Linked DNA regions of Pan troglodytes: region 2 is linked to region 1. Evidence: chromatin contacts called from public Hi-C data. All regions are on one chromosome and are shown on one strand. The core of a region is the stretch at or near the end of the contact, and the rest is flanking DNA. Distances in the headings are between cores, read along the strand shown. Region 1 holds the start of NUF2 (NUF2 component of NDC80 kinetochore complex). Region 2 holds the start of RGS4 (regulator of G protein signaling 4).

Region 1 (3,707 bases), core at 512-3,011:
AGGCATACACCACCACACCCTGTTAATTTGTGTGTGTGTGGAGATGGGGTCTCACTATGTTGCCCAGTCTGGTCTTGAACTTCTGGGCTCAAGTGATCCTCCCACCTCAACCTCCCAAAGTGCTGGGATACAAGCATGAGCCACCTTGCCAGGCCACAGAGCTGGGATCTTTTGGAATCCAGATTCTGATGCATCACATATTAGATGTTCCCTTCAGCATAAATATGCATTCTACATTTTCATCTAAGTCACAGCCTTAAAAACTGTTCATAAAAGGACTGGACCAAAAAAAGACTTCAGAAAAAGTCACTTTTCCAAAAAACTGCATCTGAATTAGAGAGTATTGCAATAGAAAGTGTAGGTGTAAAGTATCTTCATAATTATTATCACTCGTTCCTCTCTTCTCTAATGTTTGGCACTCTGCTATCAGATTAATCCTTATAAAAACACTTAACGCATCATATAATATTTGTATGAAAATACTTCAATTACTCACCTTACCCACCATATCAAATTCAAATTTTTCTGCTAGGCTTCTAAACCCTTTAATAATTGAATGAAATTTCTGCTCCAAGTTAGTCTCCTAACTTTCCAAACTTCCAGTATTTCCTTTTGGAACCTCCTCCAATATCCAAATTCTATCATTCTTTCCAAGTACAATTTCAGTTACAATTTATTCATTAACGAGAGATGAAGAAAGACACTTTCCAACTACATAGTTTGAGCTCCTAGGTGGGATAAAGTATATAAATGACTTAATATATATGCAGTAATACTCTAACCAGTAGCAAAGATTAACCGCTAATTACTCATCTGGTTTCTCATTTATTTGCAGCACCACGATGCTGAGCAGAGTGAGTAGGTACTAAAAGTACTCTGTTAAATTTTACACACTTCCTTTTGTTAAAATAAACTATTTGTGGACATCACAGTTCCACAAGGCAGAGATTAAACAAAAATAAACAGAAATGGCTCCCAACTTCAATGAATTAAGTAAAACGTTCCTTGAACTTTTAAAGGGAACAATGATCGCGTTACGCATGCGTAGTGCTATATATGCGCTGCTCTTTTCCTTTGAATTTTGGATTAGGTGTGATATTTTTGCCTTTTCATTCATGGTTTTGGATTTGGTTAAGAAACGTTTGGCAACGGAGATGTGTAAAAAGCTGACAAGCATCTGCAGCCAAATAAACCACATTACCACCGCCTTTCCAAAAATCACACATAAATGTATGCCTAAATTGAACAATTTCAGCTCAAGCTCGTCTTCTTCGGTCTATGCTGCACCAGAAAACACCCGTTAGTTTAGTAGGAACTGAGCTCTGGTTGTTTCTGGGACTAAAATCAAATAAAAAATAACGATGGGCCCGCCCCTCACCTCCCAGGCTCTGGTTTCTTCCGCCTCCTCCCACCGCTGAGCACGACGAAAACACCGCCAGGCCCAGCGTCCCGGCACCTGCCCGCGCCTTGGGATGGAGAAGGCGTCTGTCTGCAGGCTTCCTTCCTCCGTCCTGTCGCGCTCACCTACAGTGCCGGCCGCTGACAGGAAGACGGCGAGTTCGGCGAGCAGCTACAAGCAAAGTCAAAAATCAGCAAACGTCAACCGTCGTCACTTTTCAAACTTGCCGCCTCCTACTGGAAGTCCCGCCCCATTCCGCCAAGCCCACGTCCAACCCCGACGGATGCCGGTTGGGCTCAAGAGACGCCAGGCAGGTGAGACTGGAGTTGTCATGGAAGGGGCAGGGCGCAGGGCGGAACCATTGCTCGCGGAGCTGGCGTCGAGTCGGAACCTCGGACTGCAGGAAGTGGGAGCACCGCGGTTTCGGGGAAGAGACCGGGGTTGAGCGTCTAGCCCAGCTCAGCGTGACTTCCGCCAGCGTTTAGAACGTTTTCGGGGTCCGAGTTGAAGAGCAAAACCAAGTGAAGGAAACTTCACTAAGTTCAGGGTGACAAGGGAGGAAGTACAGAGGTAATTTATAGAATTCCAGAGTAATAATAACTTGTTGAACATTGATTATGTGCCGGGTTTTGTTAGATGCTTATAAGCATCATCTCATTTAGACTTCATTAAAGGGAAGAAAAGGGAGAGTGGAGAGATACTATCATCCCCTCAGGTGAGGGCTCTGAATCAGAGAATGCAGTTCTCTGCGCACAGTAGTTCACAAGTAGCATAGCTTGGAGATGAACACACATCCTCTGACTCTGTGCTCATAAGCACGACTTCAAGAGGTGGAAGGAACATAACAGTTCATCTGGTCAAATCCTCTCGCTTTTACAGATATGAAAACTGGACTCAGAGGGAAGTGATTTGTTAGAAGTTATACAGTAAGTGGGACTGTAAAGTAGAAACCAGGTCTCCTGATTTTAGCTTCTCCCTCTTCGATCAGTGCTTTTCACCTCTGAACTGTTCCCCAAATTTGCACATTCCTGAGTGAGTTGCATTCTTCAGATAAGGGGCCCTGAAATCTGTATTTTTTTACATGGTATTTTGTTTGTTTGTTTTGGCAAGAGTGGAAACACTGCATTTAACACAAGTTAGGAAGCCATGGCAGGCCTAGTTGTCAGGGGAGAAAGCCATTAAGTTTTATTGAGGTTTGGGACACGAGAAGACGTAATAGGACTTGTATCTGGTCACAGAGTAGAGCATCATCTGGTGACAGTCGTGTGTTGGATGGGGAACCTGAACTGAATTATGTGAAAAAAGTGCTAGAAAGGTTGTATTGAATGTAGACACAAATTCCTTTGCTTTGTCCTGTCCTGAAGAACTAAACCTATTGATAGTGAAGTCTATACCAATTCTAAATAAAAATACATTTCATATCATTAGTTCAGGGCTTTTGTCTTTCCTTTCAATGTCTATTTACTGATGTAAGTCTCAAAGTCGGAATCTAGTAAGACCCAAAAGGAGATTAAGAAAATAGATTTTAAAAAATTTTAGAGTCAGTGAGGAAAGCAGAAAAAAGAGACCTGTTTCATTGACACTTGCCAAATCAAATTGATTACTGATACGTGCATAATTTCCACCAAATTATATGTCCTTAGAGGCAGGGAAGGGAACCATAGCGTAGTGACTGAGAGCACATCTCTACGGTCAAAGGGAATTGGATTGAAATCCCTGATCACACCATTTACTACCTAGGTGGACTTAGGCGAGCTATTTAACCTAACTGAGCTCGTTTCTGCATCTTTAAAATAGGGTGACAGTTCTCTCTGCTTTATAGGGTATCATGAAGATTAAGTGAATTAGTTCCTGTAGAGTGCTTAATTAAGTGCCTGGCAAAATTGTGAGTACTTGAAAAGTATTAGCTGTTATTTTGACTATTATTATTTATACATGGTCCCTAGGAAAATACCTTGCAAGTGGCAAGTGCTCAACAAATGTCTAAATTGTTGTTGAGAATCTAGAAAAAAAAACCAAGCGATTTATGTGAAAGCCAAGATTAGAATGGACCATGGAGAAAAATGAGGCAAAGGAAGAAAAGAGCAAGACAACCATTTTGTTGTATCAACAATAAATATTGTTTATTTGGGGGTTAATATTACTATTGATGTGATAAATTGAGTTATATTAGAAGTAAATTATTTATTTAAAAAATGAGTGTTTATTCAAATTACCTTAATTAGAAGGTTAAATCTGACTTTTTAAAACTTTTAGTTGCCTGATACTGGTCAGTGTAAGGTAGAAGGTGGAACATCAGAATTCTCAC
Region 2 (3,707 bases), core at 309-2,808, 250 kb after region 1:
GAGTATATTAACAAAACAATGTCTTTAAGATGAGATCTTCTACAAAACTAGTAACTGATTTGTAATGATCAATATTTCTCAACCAAACTCATATGAGACACTTCAAGAACTAGAGATGGGGCAGAGAGATAAGGAAGATCTGGCTTTGAAACTCATATCTCATTGTAACATTTGCTTATAAGAACATAGAGAGTGAAAGTTACTGCACCACCACACGGAAAGCATAGTGCCTTTCTGATGATGGAGCCAAACCTCATTCTGGGGTACCTTTCCTGAAACAAGTTGTAGCATACAATCAGAAAGCCCAGAGCCAGGCTTCTATGTACTCCAGGGATGCTCAAATAGCAGTAGTAATCACAGATGGAGATATTACAGATCACTGTACATAGCCTCAAACCTCATCTCGCTTCTTAATTAAAACTAGCTTTCTTAGACCTGGCTTAAAGAACAGAACAGTTCTCAAAACTGAGGTCACATAAAACAACACATAAGGGCTGAAATTTCGGGAGCACATGTCTTAAGTCACAGTATCTAGCTAGTCTTGGAGGAAAGTTAGAAAGTCGTGATCTCCTGACCACACTGTTTCTAATTGCACAGAACTAGGTTAGTAAGTACAACATGTAAATAACTGAGAAAGTCTAGCCAAAAGTTTAATATGGTTAATGGCTGAAAGCAATCTTACCTCCTCAAGCAAGAAGCCGGCAGACCTGCAAGCCCTTTGCACATCTTATTTAACAGCTTGGAATTCGCAAGCAGGAAAGAAATGCGGCAGGAGGAGCTGTGGCTTCGGCTTTGAGCGTACTTTGCCTCTTCTCCGGTAAAGATATTGTCAGAATCCTCTGAGCGTCTTCCTGCTAAGCCTGTAGGAGTCTCTTTTATAGCCCAGCTACGACCGTCCAGCCAATCAGACGACCGCTCTGCAGTACCAGCTCCTCTGTCTCCCTCTGCCTCTCCAGCCCCTGAAAGAGATGAGGAAGAAAAGACTGACGCATCAGCAATGTTAAGTGAACGAGCAGAGAAAATCCTTCTGAAAAGTAGGGATATGGGAAAAAATGTACTCAATGTCTCTACCAATGTCAGAGGTTTAGAATTTCTAGAAAAGGAAAAAAAGTGTACAATGCTGCAAAATATAGTTTTTATTCATATGTCTGTAAAAAAAAAATATCAAGGAAGTTGCTTCCTGGAAGGAAAAGTACCAGCAGGAATTCTGGAGCTTACTTAGGAGCTGACTCCCAATGCCCTTCCTCTTTTGGATTAGAAGCATCATATTATACATGGTCCAAGATCTGATCCTCACGATTTCCAAAAGGGAGCTGGCAGGATCATCGTCTCCACGCAGTGATTTGCGGAAGTTGCCTTGGTTGTTATGCAAACAAGAAGGTGGAGAGAAATAGCTGGATGACAGACAGTTATAAGCCCGGCAGCATACAGAAACTACCCTAGGAAAAATAGATTTGCTATATCTGTAATCAACCTGACTGAGGAATACTTTTCTAGAAATCTTGGTAACAACAGAATTCAGCCTAGCACTGACGGTTTCTCCTTCACATGCCTGCGTCCTGTAAAAAGTCTAAACCGGCAGCTCGAGGAACAAAGGAGGGAGTAGATGAGCAAATATACACAGCAATTCTTATATCAAATGGGTTTATGTCTTATGTAATTCTAAGTCTCCAAACTGATATTTCAAAAGATAAAGAAAGAGAGATGTAGAGAGAAAGAGAGAGAGCAGGCAGAAAAATATGTAGTTTGCTTTGCGTATCACCAGCCTTCAAACTGATTGTAAGAATATTAAGCCCTATAGGTGTTTCTGAACACCTGGACAATCAGTATCTTTTACATACAATATCATGAACTGAAATGCCTGCATGGACAGAATCATTCAGGTGTTTCACATCTTATAGCCATATACCAAATACCTACACCAGAGTTACAGAGGAAAGCTATAAGTGGAAGAAGGGAATTAATTGCTAGATCTGACCAAAACAGCTTTCATTTAGAAAGCAGATGGGTTCCTGATCATAGGCTACAGTGAGCTAAACTTTATATATAAGAAACAGAGGCATCAAATAGTTTAGGTGGAAGAGATGAAAAATAGTTGGGTTCCAGTGAGATGCAAAATACCAAAAATATAGAAAGAATGGCACAAAGCAATGCCCATATGTGGCCCTACCCAATACGTGCCCTTGAACATCCCACACTGCCCCCACTACCAACACGTTCCATGACTAGCAGAGCAAGGAGACAGCAGACAAATGTAAAATGGTGGAGGGACCATAATCTACAGAAGATGCATTTAAATTATAGGAAAAATCTCTAGCCACCCATAAGAGGGCATTTATTAGATTAGCTACTGGGCAACTTTTCCTTGAATTATAACATAGAACAAATGAATGTTGACAGTCATCCTTGATGGTGGTGTGGAAGGAACTGCAGTGCAATGTGAAACTAGGGAGGCCCTCAGACCAAGGAAGATGGACCAGGGAAATGAATCAGTCAGAACTGACATTAAAGAGGTCAGACTAATTAAAAGGGAAAGAAGGTCACTCAAAGAAAGACCATGGCCTTCTTTGTTTACCTGGGCACCTAAAAGAGTGATCACTCAAATAGATTGATTTTAGGAACATAAGTGAGTACCCAAAAAGATTTACTGATGCCTGAAATTCCACAATAAAAGCTTTATGTCTTGCACTTAGAATAAGAGAAGCCTGATTTGTCATGAGTTAAAATAAATCACTGCAATAGATGGGACTTTAAAGACAAAATGGGACTTCAAAGGCAATCTAGCCTAACACTCTTATTTCACCAAAAAGGAAATAGAGACCCAGAAAGAGAAAGTGACTTGCTGAGGTTACAGCTTCTTACTAACAGAGCTGGGTCCAGATACAGGTGTCTCGATACTCAGTTATGTGGATTGTCCACCATGCTATCCTATCACTCAACAGTCTTATCAAATAAGGTAAACTGTGTAAATAGAGATATTTCTAAACTACAAAGTGCTAGTCAAATAATTTTTATCATTCTATTATACACAGTATAGAACATAACCCAAAATTAATTTTACACATTTTATTCAAGGAGTGTTCACTTGCCCAATTTGTTCTTGCTCCTTGAAAGCAGGAGCTGCTGCTTTCAAGACATATTAACTAACATGTCTCTAACTTTGTGCTTAGCTCATTACTCTATTCAGGCATTTCATGTTTACTCACTTCTTTGACTATTAAATCTTGCTTTCTTAGGAGTTTTAAGACTTTTAAAAAAGTGTTTGTAAAACGCTTCACATGAGTTAACTTACTTTTTCACTGTGGGACTTGCAGATTGTGTTTGAGGAGGCGAGGACTGGTACATCATGATACCTTGACAACCTTCCACCTTCTTTCTCTGATATGCACAAAGCATCAAATTCTGTTATTCTATGATTTGTCATTCCTGAATGACTCTGGTAGTGTGGAAGAGCTTTACTCTCAAAAGATCTACTTTTTATTTATTCATTTGTTTAAGAAATATCTTTTGACCACCTACTCTGTATCAGGTGCTGTTCGAAGCAGTACCTGACACAAGCAGACAAAATCTCCACTCTAGTAGAGTTTTCATCTCAGTAGAAGGAGTCAGAAAATAAACAAATCAGGTGATTCCAGATTTTGACCTGTACCATGAATAAAATGGGCAGGTGATGTGCTAGAGAGTAATCAGATGGTGAAGGGCTAATT

What was found. A called contact is a pair of places that touch in the nucleus more often than the background predicts.
Region 2: a contact with region 1 is called in a Hi-C map of stem cell-derived neural progenitor cells, with 7 times the contacts expected there. The contact joins the promoter of RGS4 here to the promoter of NUF2 in region 1. A contact is called at or near these places in 3 of 7 Hi-C or Micro-C datasets (blood, induced pluripotent stem cells and stem cell-derived neural progenitor cells), 1 of 1 datasets of contacts at active chromatin or transcription factors (stem cell-derived excitatory neurons) and 1 of 1 other capture datasets (stem cell-derived neural stem cells).

Annotation. Positions count from the first base shown.
Region 1 is chr1:85,792,492-85,796,198 of NHGRI_mPanTro3-v2.0_pri, forward strand. NUF2 (NUF2 component of NDC80 kinetochore complex) reads right to left here and starts at 1,762. Exons shown (of 14, transcript XM_001174497.4): 1 at 1,379-1,762. It overlaps LOC134808622, which reads left to right and starts at 1,473. Exons shown (of 5, transcript XR_010151964.1): 1 at 1,473-1,969.
Region 2 is chr1:86,046,915-86,050,621 of NHGRI_mPanTro3-v2.0_pri, forward strand. It overlaps RGS4 (regulator of G protein signaling 4), which reads right to left and starts at 1,559. Exons shown (of 6, transcript XM_513957.6): 1 at 1,219-1,559; 2 at 683-959. The coding sequence starts at 1,276.